Regions from separate parts of the Mus musculus genome. Here region 1 is linked to region 2. A link is a contact called in public Hi-C data. All regions are on one chromosome and are shown on one strand. The core of a region is the stretch at or near the end of the contact, and the rest is flanking DNA. Distances in the headings are between cores, read along the strand shown. Region 1 has its middle 57 kb from the start of Cr2. Region 2 has its middle 9.5 kb from the start of Gm16897.

Region 1 (3,818 bases), core at 3-2,502, 250 kb after region 2:
CTTTGAGTGTCAGTCCAGTCTGGTCTACAGAGTGAGTTTCAGGACAGAGAGTAATAGAGAGAGGCAGGGGGCGGGGAAGTGGCATCTTACAGACATCATCATCCTAAATTGAGAAAAACTTGAAGCAATTCAGCAGGAAACGGGATTTATGTCCATTGAATTCTTCCTGTTCTCCAAACATCATTGAAGGGTAAAATTGATGGCATCTGTTGATAGCATTGACCTAAAAAGCAAAGCAGCTCTCACTGTGACTGCTTAGTTCCACCTCTTTTCTCAGATCTTTTTGTTTGTTTACTAACTGGAGATGGTAGAGATGTATATGCCTTGACATAAGACAATAACTTGCAGGAGTTGGTTCTTTTCTTCCACCATGTGGAGCCCAGGGGCTGAACTCAGGTATGCAGGTTTATTAACAAATAACTTTATCCTCTGGGCCGTCTCACCAGGCTTTTTTAAAGTAGCATAGTCAGCTACTTTGGCTTTCAAAATATTGTCTGTAAAAATTAGTCTTACATTCTAATATTATTGTTTTAATATTTTTTCTTTTTTTCTATCGAAGATTTTTCTTTTTTATTCTATGTATATGAGTGGTCTATCTGCATCTACCCCTGCATGACAGAAGAGGGCATTAGAACTCACTATAGATGGTTGTAAGACACCTATAATGGAATTCTTGTGGCTTCTTGGAATTGAACTTAGGGTCTGGGGAAAAATAGCCAGCGCTCTTAACCACTGAACCATCTCTCTAACCCCATTACTTCTGTTCTTATCTGCCTGGCTGCTCTAGTTTATTTTCTCATGAATATTCTCCTGGCATAATAAAGTTTATCTTACAATCTGCACCCAGAAGGGACACACATCTATAATGACACGTTCATATTGAGTATCAATTACTGAAAATCAGAGTTTGGAACAGAAGGTTTTTTTCTGTTTGTATTTATTCTGGAAATATTTTTATAGAGTAGAATGTTCTGCTCCCCGATATTTACCTGCCTCTGCCCTCCTGCTTGAGTTCTTGGACTAATAGTGGGCCACCACCATGACAGGCAGATTCCTCTTGGTGTCCTATAACCACAACTGAGTTCCTATTAGTGCATATGGGATTAGCTTAGAGATTCAAGACATCTGACTTGGCTTATAGACTAAGTGCTTGTGGTGTGAGTGACTCAGGTTTCCTCCAGCTTTGGGACTTGGAGCCAGACAAGACAACTATGGGAGAAGATACAGCTCAAGTGCACTAAATACTTTCTTCCACAAGGTGGCACCCCACACCTTATATCCATATCCACATTTCTTCAGACAAGCACCTGATGATGTTTGTCCAGAAAAGGTCACATAAACAACACCCTTCTGTTTCCCTATTTACTGAGTGGTACCACTGAGTCCTACTAAGTGGAGACCACCCTTATAGACAGCACAGAACTGTGGTCAGGATGGAGAAATGTGACACTTTTAGTCCTGTCACTAGTATGAATTACAAGTTGACATTGTGCTCTATGCTATCATACAATACTGTATGGAAGGCTTTGGTTGATACTTACTAATATAAATGTATAAGAATAAAAAGGGCAGAGGTAAATCATTTTATCTGCAGATAGTATGATAACATTTATGAAAACCCCCAGAATATCAATGAAAAACGCTATTATCATCATTAAGGAAAATTTTCAAGCTGAATGACCATTAATTGTTATACATGAATTTTAGAAAAAAAATCGAACAAAAGCATGTTGCTGAATACTGAACAAAAATAACACATTTTTATTTTTAAAATTTATTTTTGTTTCACCCACTGTATTTGTTTCTATATTTTGTACAAAAGTGTGAACACATGAATGTCTCTATGGCAAGAACAAAGTAAAACTGTCCTGAGGCAAAAATAAATGATAGACAAGGATAAGCACAGAGGAAAGGAAGTAAAATAGTAAGGAAGTAGAGATATACAGCACATACTTATGTGAAAATTACACACTACACACACACACACACACACACACACACACACACACACACACACACGCATGCATGCCTGCATGCATGCATGCAATAGAAGCAAGGTACTCCACAGATAAAAGAACTTGCTGTATAGTATGATTACCTGAATTCAATCCCTGGGACCCATGGTGGAAACTAAGAACTGAAAATTGTGGCACATATGTGCACAGACACCCGCATATACACTGACAAAGAAAACTTTGAAAATCAATAAGCATTTGCAGTTGGAGGCATAAGCATCGAGACTTGGAGATGAGGTACCCCCAATGTTCAATTGCCTCCAAAAACCCCAGTCCCCAGCTCACAGGTTGGGCTAGGCTAATGTATCTTATTAAAGTGTATTCTATTAAAGACTTAAGATTTTTGTGTGTTTGTGTGTGTATGTAAGTATGCAAGACAGAGACCACAAAAATATTAGGTTAAAAAATATCAAATTGCTGGTCCTTTAGCTTAGTAGAAAGAAAGAAAGAAAAAGAGAAAGAGAGAGAAAGAAAGAGAGAGAGAAAGGGAGGGAGGGAGGAAGGAAGGAAGGAAAGAAGGAAGGAAGGAAGGAAGGAAGGAAGGAAGGAAGGAAGGAAGGAAGGAAGGAAGGAAGGAAGGAAGGAAGAGAAAGAAACGAATGAATGAACTAAAAAGAATAACGAGAAAAAGAAGAGATCTGAATTAAGGCACAAAGTGAAAGAAAATGGTCTGGGCATACCATACTTGAAGGAGGAAAGCACTCTAGACTTTTTGCCATTATGAACTTGTCTGACTTTGTGCCTGCTACCTCTAAAAGCACTTTTTGCCCTACCCACTGAGCCCAAGGCATAGCTGCTCCTCTTGTGTCCAGTGCAGGTCCCAAGCAAGGCAGCCGGTGGCAGAGCCAGGTTTCCTGCCAGCAAATAGGGTGAGTCTGGTGTGCATTGGAGACCTGGTGCTCTGTTGCAGCTTGAGCAGGAGCTCCTGAGTCTGAACAGCCACTGCCTCCATCTTTCCACTCTGGTCCTCATTTTCTTGGCTGTGAAACCCCCTACTGTAATGGAAATAGGAAAAATGCAAGCGGGCTCTTTTGTACAAAATACTTTATCAGGGGTCTTAGGTTCCTCTAGAAGGGCTGAAGGCAATTTTAGGGGGATCTATTAATCTTGTATGTGGTAAAAGAGAGGCACTTGGCTCAACTAACAGAGCCAATGCCATGTTAGGTGATTTTACATCTGTATCTTCAAGAAAGAAACTTCCTCTTTGACATCTGAAGCATCATGAAGTGAAAATAACAAATGAAGTTAAAATGAGATGCTTTCTCATCTTCTGAGCCTACTATCTGTATTGTTTTTACTTTTTATTTTTACGTTTTGTTTTCCTGTCTGTTTTAGAGAAGACTGAAAGTTTTACAGGGGAGCTGGGTTTTTTGAGAAAATCAATGAGATTGACAAACCTCTGTTTTATTGATTATTTGCATTGTTTTGTTTGTTTCTATTTTATTGATTTCAACCTTCAATTTGATTATTTCTTGCTATCTACTCTGTCTGCATGCAATTTCTTCTTGCATTTCAAGCTATCTGGTGTCCTGTTAAGTTATTATTTTAATGTCTTCACAAAATTTTTATGTAGGCTTTTACTGCTATAAACTTGGCTCTTGGAATCATATTCATTGTGTACCATGAGTTTGGATATCTTGTGTATCTTTTTTCATTGAATTCTAGGAAGTCTTTAATTTCTTTCTAAGTTTTCCTCTTGATCCATGTTTCACTCACCAGAGTTTCATTCATCATTTTCATTCAGTCCAGTTTTTGTGAGTGTGTAAGCTTTCTATTGTTCTTGTTTTTGTTGATATCCAGCAT
Region 2 (3,883 bases), core at 296-2,795:
GCAGTGTTGGACATAGTTGGTCCTGTCCTTTACCTGGAGGCTATTTTCATCTTATTTCTAGGGCATCTGTTTCTGGTCTCTTATTGCCTTCACTGGCAACACATTTTCAGTTTTCTCTCCCTGGGATTCTTCCTCTTTATCTTTTCCATCCTCACTTTTCCACATCATATCTTTAAATGCCTTACTTACAAATTAAATCTCCAGTTCATTTCAGAGTAGTCACAGATGGGAAATAGCAATGACCATGCATTTTTTTTTCCTGAATTTGCTTGATGAGTTTTATTTTATTACTTTCACTGTAATTTTATTTATGTTATAACTTTTCCCTAGTAAGAAGTAAAACCTTGGGTAGTGATACTTCCCAATTTTTGTCTCTAATACAGGCTTCCTCGTGAGTTGTAGACCCATATATGAGTCTGCTGGTTTAACATCTCAGTATTGATATTAATACGTTTACCATTGAACATATCCCAGTCTAAACTGACTTTTTTACTCAGTTTTCCCATCACAATAATGGGAATGCTAACCTTTTCGGTGTTTATTAGAATACTAGATGTTGTATATCACTTTCCTCATTCTTGTGGTCTTTATCCCACTCGTGTGCTAATCCTGATTCCATCTGTAAAGTACCTCCCAAATCTGACCTGTCAGAACTGCTTTTCCTGCCAGCACCCTGGCCAAATTGCTGTCATCTCTGCTTCTCTGTCCCTCATAGGCTAGAGTCCTCACAGCAGCCAGAATCTTCCAATGAAAAAGAAGTCTTACTATATCCTGATGTACTCAACCCCAAGTGGTAGCTTTTCATCTCATTCAATAAATACTGTGGTCCTCAATGAGACCCCCAGGATGGTGTAGCTTATATCATTACTGTAGAATAAATAGAGTTACAATGTGAGAAACACTAGAGAATAACACAGGTAATTTTAAAACCTCTGGCAAAGGAAAAAGAGCTGTTGAAAATTAATTGTGGTCATGTATTTTATTTAAGCTAGTATGCCAAAAGTGTTTTTATTTTTTAAGTGGGTTTCATTGTTCTTGTTTAATTTACTATTTGTGCTGAGTCATAGCATATCTCCAGTGGAGGCTAGTGGCTCCCGTGTGTTCATCAGGACTGTAGGACCCATTTCCTGTGCTGCTGCATCTCTGTCCTCTTTGCTCTTGTTTCACTACACTTTATGCCATCATCATTGGCCGCCTTCGTGTTAGGGCCTTTTCATTTCTAGTTCTCTTGTCTGGAATCTTCTTCCCACATAGCTTGTGTGTTTTTTTTTTTTTTTTCCTTTTTTCCTATGGGTCTTATCTTCTCTGGGGCCTTCTCATAGCTCAGCATTCTCTAGCATTCTCTGTACCCCTTTCCACGGGATTTTTCTCTATCATCATTAATATAATAAATATTTCTGGGGTGGTTTGAATAAGAATGGCCCCCACAGGCTCATGTATTTGAATGCTTAGTAGTCATCAGGAAATTGTAGTACTTGGGAGGGATTAGGAAATGTCCCAGTGTTGAATTAGGTGTGACCTTGTTTGAGGAAGTGTATCACTGAGCAGGGGCTCTGGGGTTTCAAAGCCCAAGACAGGCCCAGTGTCTCTTCCTGTTGTCTGTAGATCTAGATGTAGAACTTTTAGCACCATGAGAGAACTTCTAACCCTATGTCTCCCTACATGCTGCCATGCTTCCTGACATAATGAGAGTGGGCTGAATCTCTGAAACTATAAGCAAGCCCCAATTAGATCCTTTCCTTTATACCATGGTCATGGTGTCTCTGTACAACAGTAAAACACCGACTAAGACAGTTTACATCAGTGTCTTTTCTCTCTCTGTTTACTGGAACAGGAGTTACAGGAGCAGTGATCTTTGTCAGTTTTGTCCCTTGCTCTGTTTCAGAGCAGAGACAGCAACTACCATGTAAAAGCTGTTTGTTGAATAATTAAATTGAATAAATGATTAAGAATGTTTATTAATAAGAATAGTTCAAATGAGTATACTCTTGCACATTATGTGACAGTTGCCACATAAATTTAAGCATTGTATCCATGCCCATAAACATATTAGGTAATAGTTTGGTTTGACTTATTATTTTCAGCAAAAACATTAAAAAGACATTCTAGTATTTTTGTCTTCATATTAAGGTATCTCTTAACACAGGCTCTCCAAGAAGTTCTTGCCCATATTACTTCTGCTAATTTAAATGCTTCCGACACTTAATGTAATATCTCTTAGGTTATATAGCTTCAAATAACAGGATTTCAGTCTTTTATTGTGAAATAATCTTCCAATGCACACACACACATATACACACACACACACATGCACACACCACACCACATACACACACACAGAGACACACACCACACACACACACACACACACAGACACACATACAGACACACACACACCACACACATACACACCACACAAACTGACACACATACCACATTTTCTTTTTCCATTCCCCTATTGATGGACACTGAAGTTTATTCTCACTCTTGGCTATTATGACTAGTGCTACAGTAAATATGGCATTAAAATGTCTCTTTGACATGCCAACTTTAATTTCTTTAAATATATTTCTCATATTAAGATTGTTGGATTATGTGGTAGTTGTGTTTCCAGGGTATTTCTTGTTCTGCTTTGTTGTTTTGTGATGGAGTGTCCCTATGGAGCCAAGACTAGCCTAGAACTCGTGATCCTCCTGTCTTAGCCTCCTGAGTGCTATGCATAACAGGTCTGCACATTGCCATGTTTCTAGTTTTTGGGTTTTTTTTTTACTTTTAAGGACCCTAAATACGATTTTTTTTTTAAACCGCAGCTGTACTAATTTACATTTCCACTAACGATGTGACAAGGTATTTTCTCTACATCTATCCTGGAATTTGTTACTACTACTACTACTACTACTACTACTACTACTACTGCTACTAATTATTATTATTATTACTATTATTAATGATATGCTTTTGAAAATATCCATTCTCATTAGGGTGAGGTGGCATTTTATTATAGTTTTGAATTTATATTTTTCTGATGATCATTGAACATTTTCTTGAATACTTGCTGCCTGTTTGTCTTTTTTAAACAAATGTTTGTTTAGGTAATTTGCCCATTTTAAAATCGGATTATTTGTTTTGAGTTCCTCATATGTTCTGGATGTTGATCCTGGCAAGTAAATAGTTTGCCAACATTTTCTCAAGTTCTACATGTTGTCTTTTCATGCTTGCTTTCTTTTCTGTGCAGAAGTGTCTATACTACATATCCTTTCCAGCCACCTCCCTTAAAGAAAGAATTGATACCTCTTTGTGTGTGTGTGTGTGTGTGTGTGCGTGTGTGTGTGTGTGTGCATCCTGCCAGGGCCCTTCTCCATTTTGTTTGTTCAAGAGGCTATGGATATGTACATTTGGAGTGTGCCCAATGATTATGAGCACACTTTTACAAGGTGAGCAGCTGGAAGGAGACTTACTGGCTTTGGCCTGTTTACAGGCCCTCTCTACTGTAATAGGGACTTTGCCCAACTTATGTAGATCCTTCATTGTTGAACAAAGCTTGTTCCCCTTGCTCTATTTTTTGCCACTTGATTATGATCTACCCATCAGCTGCTGTCCACTGAAGCACATCCATAAAGGTTGTTCTCTGTCCATTTCTCATTTTGGACCAAGTAGAGTAGGGATGGAAGCATGGAGTAAGATAGCTAATTTTAGTTACAGAGTTAAAGCATAAAAGGGAGACAGAAGAAAGTAAGAATGTATCATAGTAACCAGAATGGGATACAGAAAATGTCTTTTGGAAAACAGTAAACATATCTTCCATTGCATTCATGGCTATATCCTCAGAGCCCAGCTGTACTATTTTCACTGGGTTATTGGTAAGTACGTTGTTAAGTGGGTG

The links. A called contact is a pair of places that touch in the nucleus more often than the background predicts.
Region 1: a contact with region 2 is called in a Hi-C map of B cells, with 2.3 times the contacts expected there. The contact joins two enhancer-like sites. A contact is called at or near these places in 1 of 39 promoter capture datasets (liver) and 7 of 484 Hi-C or Micro-C datasets (B cells, the Ba/F3 cell line, the G1E-ER4 cell line and 3 more).

Annotation. Positions count from the first base shown.
Region 1 is chr1:195,231,564-195,235,381 of GRCm38.p6, forward strand. No RefSeq gene overlaps it. Among named protein-coding and RNA genes, the nearest start is that of Cr2, 57 kb to the left of the region's middle. Within about 2 kb of position 1,253, at least 8 of the 459 cell types and tissues checked have an H3K27ac peak or open chromatin away from gene starts, as enhancers often do. A contact at or near this core is called in B cells, where this site is marked.
Region 2 is chr1:194,984,471-194,988,353 of GRCm38.p6, forward strand. No RefSeq gene overlaps it. Among named protein-coding and RNA genes, the nearest start is that of Gm16897, 9.5 kb to the left of the region's middle. Within about 2 kb of position 1,546, at least 44 of the 459 cell types and tissues checked have an H3K27ac peak or open chromatin away from gene starts, as enhancers often do. A contact at or near this core is called in B cells, where this site is marked.